Linked DNA regions of Mus musculus: region 2 is linked to region 1. A link is a contact called in public capture Hi-C data. All regions are on one chromosome and are shown on one strand. Each heading gives the region's core, a stretch centred on a gene start, on an enhancer-like site or on the middle of the called end of the contact. The rest is flanking DNA. Distances are from core to core; before and after follow the strand shown. Region 1 overlaps Camkmt (calmodulin-lysine N-methyltransferase). Region 2 has its middle 130 kb from the start of Six3os1.

Region 1 (2,982 bases), core at 281-2,780:
CATGTAGGCTCACCAAAGGACATTTAGCATTTTTCTAAAAATACTTCTAAAAATTACATGCTAGAACAAGATGGTTACCTGAATATGCTCACAGTTTAACAGGAACTGAAATTACTTTCACATAATGTTCTAAAAGAGCACCACAAAGAAGAAACCACGGGGTTGTGCTGCGGCATGTTGGGTCTCCGGTGAGTGGGACATCTCTAAAGCACAGAGGAACGGTTGCAGATAGCCTAGGGAGCCCAGCTTCCAAAGACGGGCTTGGGGGTTAGCTATTTAAATACGCCCCCAACCCTGGCCAAAATCCATCAAGGACCAAAATTCATATTATTAAATTGTCATTATTCCTTCAAAAACATTTTTATCAATATTTACCATGAAAAGTATTCAAGTAAAAAGAAACTTACTTATACTCTTGCTCATAGTAGTTACTTTAAAAACCACTATTTTTCAAGTTGCAGACAATGCTACTTAATAACTATTTAGATGTAGCAGTTTAGAGCATGTGAGATTCTTAGGAAACGTCTTTGCTTTTATTACCATCCTTTTATACACGCTGGGTGGATAGGGCAGTAGAGCCTGATTCTGACTGGAACATCACCCTATGCTGTTCTGAGGCGTTGACTAACTGCTGCGGTCTATAGATGATAGGCAAGTTTAGGCATGTACCTTGTTCTTAAGGAATAACAATGTTTTACAACATGAAATCCCACATTCCCTTTATCTATCAGAACTAAACATATGCATTTCTGTGGATGTGGATAGTGCTCAGGAAGATGTATGTTTTCATTTGAAATAGTTCAATGCTATACTTACTTAATAGAAATAGATTCGCTCTAAGAACCTATAATTCTGCAAAGTTCAAAAAAAAATGTAGGTGACAGATTAAAAAAAAAAAAAATCAATGAGCTCCAAACAGTAACAGCTCGAGATACTCCCTTCAAAATGCACAAAGATGCTCATGAACTGCACACAACGGGCCACTGTTACCATCTCTACATGGTAGATGGCTGGAGGACGGACAGGCAGACAGATGGATAAATAAATAATGCCTAGTCTTTTCTAAATTAAAAAAAATAAAATCCTCAGATTTTCATATTAACTTGAATAAATTATCACATTAAGGTTTCTGGATGATTAATTTGAATAATAAGACAGTGGTTGCTACAGAATTTCTGGGAAAAAAAACATTTTCGAAGGTAGGCTTAATTCTATTTTGATTTGAATTAAAAAGACGAGTTCACTTAAGAATGTACCTCTATGAATTAAGACAATTACCAGGGAATACATTTTAGGTAGTCACTTTTACCATTAAAATGGACAAGCAGCCCACACTCCCCACACCTACAAGGCATTTCGGACAGGGGAAGCGTCTGTGTGTACCAAAAGGTATGCTGCTGCCGGCTATCAGAGGATCAGAAGCTGCCCCAGGCATTATTCAAAAACCCTTCTTTTTATAGACAGTTGCAAAATCAGTCTCTCAGAGGTGCTACGATTTGGTTCAAAGCCTCCTAGAAGGTGAATGGCGCTGTTAAACCATTAACCACTCAACTCCTGAGCACAGGGAAATTAGGCTCGCACAGACAGCAGCTAGGATTTCCTTCTCGGAGACCGCAGCAGCAGTCAAAATTAACAATGGATTATTCTTGTAATTAGGGCACGGGGAGGGGGGAAGAAAAGGGAGACAGAAGTTAGCAGCATAGCTTTCCCTTAGATAACCCAAAGACTCAGACTTTATAATACAAGACCACAAAAAAAAAAAAAAAAAAAAAAAAAAAGAAAAGAAAAAAAAGCAGTGGCTGTTAACACTTGTTTGGGGGCAGGATTTCAAATACAAAATGGAACTTACAAAAAGAAAAAAAAAGATAAGCTACTTAAACCTTAAAAGGGGAACTAAAAACTAATGGTAATTTTCTCATGTATCACATTTCAAAGAAGAGCCCTTACTGTATAAAGATCCCATGAGTTCATGACAGCTTTATTCTTGGAGCCACAGAGCCAGCTATTGTTATGCTCTGAAACTGTGGGAACTGCTGCCACCTGTCGGGCAGGATCTGCAATGGCAGTCTTTTACTCGGCGAGCTCCTCCACTGGGGACAGAAATGTCCTGAGCGTGTAAGCACTTTTCTAAACAGCAGGTGGCCTCACTTTGGCTACAGATTTACCTCAAAGACGTTGGTTTAAAAGCTTTTTCATGTTTTGTAAAATAAACTCCAACTTCCGCTTGAATCTAGCTGCTAGGTGATTTGTGATAGGGAGGATTTAAAAAAAAAAAAAAAAACACCTCCTTGAACTCTGCAAAATTCATGACGATAAACAACAGACTCACAAAGTCTAGCTCAAATTGCTAATCTGCTCTCACTCAGCCATTCTGCACCAACCAGACCAGAAAAGACAGGTATTCTGCAGAGACTCGCGGCAAGGGGCGGGAGCGGGAGTGGGGGTGCGGGGGCGGGGCCTGGTGGTGGGGAAGGTTTAGGAAAGTGCAAAATGCCAGTTACCCAAACTACCGCCTTTTTTCCAGAATTCATTCCTCTGGGATAGTGATGACAGAGTTGGCCTTTTCATGAGGTTTCTTGTAACTTTACACATCCTAAGAACAAGAGTATATACTTACTTACTGTATGGAACCGTAAACTCAAACCTTGAATAGTAGCAACACGGGTTGAAGATGCTGGCATAATTTTCTTTAAAAAGAAAAGGAGTTCACTTTTATCTTTTCATCGTAACCATCAAGTGACACTTCCCTTTGACTGTCTCCTGTGTCTACTAAAATAGCCAACAGTTTTGTAATTGTCAAAGATATAAAGCATTTTAAATGTTAGCTATGTAGTGTTATAAATAAGGACAGAAACAAAGGGTTTCACTATCTCCAAAAGAAAACATAATAAAGATTATAAACAAAGCAGAAACCATTGTAACAGGTAGCAGACATTCAGTCTGCCTGTATCAGAAATGAATACTGCCCGTTGTGCCGTTAGA
Region 2 (2,700 bases), core at 82-2,581, 300 kb before region 1:
ATTTAGGCTGGGAAGTTCTTTTAACAAAAGATAGAAATTAGTGGAATAAGGAACAGTTAAATATCAGCTTCAGATAACTAGTTGAAAAGACCTTTTAAATCATTTACTAATAAAAAAAATAAAATAAAATACTTTTGCTTCAGACCTTGTTCAGCCCGAAGTATGGTCTTTTAAATCACTGCACTGATTAATCTTACTAATTTTAAATTATCCAGCAAGAATGGATCAGAGGGGTGAAAAAGCCCCCCACACCCCCCAATGAAAAGCACCACAGCTTTTAAGCCTGATAATTTCATCAAAATGTCCATAGGACTTACATAAAAAATTCAAACCATAATGAAATAAATTGCTACCTACATTATGAAAAGTCTGCAGAAGCTTTTTATAGACTTGAAATGCAGAAGTTATATAAACTGCGCAGTAAAAAGAATTAGAAATTGACCTTTACAGATCAAGGGCTAAAATTAACAGTCTTCAGGGGGAAAAAAAAATTCCCAGTTCACAATGGCTTTTAATGCCACTTTTCCTCCCCACACTCATTTATCTAATAACTGTGGCAAGGTTAGGATAAACAATGAGCTGTGTGTTTTCACATTATCCACCTTTTGTGTCGTCCATATGAATTTCTAAAACACTTAAGAGAATAGATACAGAAACCTGTGACCTTCAAATGAGCTTTTTGATACTCTCAACATTTTGAATAAAAAGATCAGAAAATGGAACCACTTTTACACAGTAATGAATTCTGATCTGTTGGGTAAACAAGGCTAAAATTTAAAACAGAGACCTGACATTTGTATAGCTCAAGAAGCCATTCTGTTCTTTTGGGGGTGGACAGAGGAGGGAGGCGACATTGTCAGGACTTTACTATCGTAGGCTAAATAATGACCAAATCTACAATTCACATTTAAAAAAAAGGGGGGGGGCAAGCGAGAAAGAGAGGGAAACCCACTTGGCCTCGTTCAACAGAGAGCCACCGTTTCCAAGACAGGGACAACAAAAATGCCCAATTTTTATGACAATTTTCCCCCACCTCTCGAACAATTGATCCACCTCACCAAAAAAAAAAAAAAAAAAAAAAAGGTTGGGGGAAGGCTGATGGAGGAGGTCCAGGCCGCCATTATGGAGCTGCCGCTTATTGACGGGAGCTCCAAGGGCCTCCAAAAGTTACTCCAATTTCCGTCGAGCTTTTGTGCATCCCTTGTCCTGTCTGAAAGGCTCAGTTAGGTATTGTTGCAAAAAAAGTCTGCATCCACATTTGTTCCCCTCTAATTCATACTCGGCATTGTGAAGTTTTGCTATTCAGGGTCTGATTGGACAACAGCCCTGACAATGGCCAAGCGATTAGTCGCTCAGCGTGGGCTGGGGTTGTGGGTATAAACCTAGGGATGGGGCTGGAATTCACTGGGGCCTTCGGCTTCCTCTGGGGCCTTCCTGAGAGGCCCGGCCTGCTTTGCTGCAGGTAATGCATTCCTTCAGAGCCGGGAAACCGAATCCTTGTAATTAGCGTGTCCAGGACAGGGCAAGTCGCCCCCGCCCTTGCACGTCGGCCCTTGGGGGGGCCCCCCGAAGCTTTCTAAGGAGCTCAGCCCCTGAAACACGCCAGCCTCGTCGAATTGAAAACTTTCTCGGTTGGCTCGGTGGGCCTGGAAATCAGGACACAGGGGAGGGGAGTCGAGAGAGCCGCGATCGGCGCACTTAACCCTTAGCACGCCGGGTGCCCGGCCGGCGGCCCCCCCTCAAACAATCCTTCCCCAACCTTGGACCGCGCGCCCCTGCGGGCGTCTTCACAGAGGGACGCCGGCGTCCGGGGCTCCGCCACCGCGCCTGATCGCCGCGTTAAGTGTACAGATGTCAGTCTGGTGTTTTACATGTCAGTAACTTGAATTCATTTACATTTATTTTCCTATTGTTTTATATCATTTTATGACAATGTGCTGCATAATATCGTTTAAATCTTTAATGTACAACTAATTCTCTGCCATTAATTTGTCAACATGATGACTGGATATGGCACCCGGAAAAGCAGGCTGCCTTGAAATATGGATAAGACATTTCTGGGGTTTTGTTGTTATTTTTTCATGAAGGTTTACGCATGAAACGACAAGAATTTAGCTTGCCCACGATCTTCTCAAAACTAATTTCAGTACGAGCTCCACTTACATTTTTAGGAATTCCAGCTATCGGTTGGGAAAGAGAGCCACAGAGAGCCTCCTCCTAGAATTAATTAGGCAGAGCTGTGGGCTCACTGGAGCAGCCGGAAATGAGCCAGGGCCCAACCCTAGCAGGACAAGGATACCCTAAGATGGTCTGGGACAGCGGGTACAGTCTGGCCAAGGCCCGGCCTGGTACCTGACAGCTGGTCCAGGACAGGAGAGAAAGAAAGCAGGCACCGGGCCAGGGATGAGACCCAGGACGCCTGCGGGCATCAACAGGGCTGGGGATGGGGGGAAAGGGTGAAGCAAAGGGTGTTGCACGTAGACCAAGCGTCTCTAGACAACCCTGGTTTGGGGGTACACCGCTCCCAGAAGTAATATCATCCGTTTGGCACAGGCTGTTCGAGTCAAACCTGGGAACGCTGGCCCTTCCTTCCACGCCCAGCAAAGACTGGTGCCCGGCAGCCACCAGCCAAACATTAACACCCAAACGCCTGCACCATGGCAATTAAAAAAGAAGGAGCGCCCCAAACCTTATTAAACA

The links. Capture Hi-C pulls out chosen DNA fragments and counts their contacts.
Region 2: a capture Hi-C map of embryonic tail shows a contact between it and region 1, with 4 times the contacts expected there. The contact joins two enhancer-like sites. A contact is called at or near these places in 1 of 39 promoter capture datasets (embryonic stem cells), 2 of 15 datasets of contacts at CTCF or cohesin (embryonic stem cells and stem cell-derived epiblast-like cells), 16 of 484 Hi-C or Micro-C datasets (the Ba/F3 cell line, the HL-1 cell line, cerebellar granule neurons and 6 more), 8 of 115 datasets of contacts at active chromatin or transcription factors (embryonic basal ganglia, embryonic forebrain, embryonic hindbrain and 5 more) and 1 of 9 other capture datasets (embryonic tail).

The regions. Positions count from the first base shown.
Region 1 is chr17:85,188,834-85,191,815 of GRCm38.p6, reverse strand. All of the region lies in intron 3 of Camkmt (calmodulin-lysine N-methyltransferase), which reads right to left. Among named protein-coding and RNA genes, the nearest start is that of Gm36826, 32 kb to the right of the region's middle. Within about 2 kb of position 1,530, at least 23 of the 459 cell types and tissues checked have an H3K27ac peak or open chromatin away from gene starts, as enhancers often do. A contact at or near this core is called in embryonic tail, where this site is marked.
Region 2 is chr17:85,485,727-85,488,426 of GRCm38.p6, reverse strand. No RefSeq gene overlaps it. Among named protein-coding and RNA genes, the nearest start is that of Six3os1, 130 kb to the left of the region's middle. Within about 2 kb of position 1,331, at least 45 of the 459 cell types and tissues checked have an H3K27ac peak or open chromatin away from gene starts, as enhancers often do. A contact at or near this core is called in embryonic tail, where this site is marked.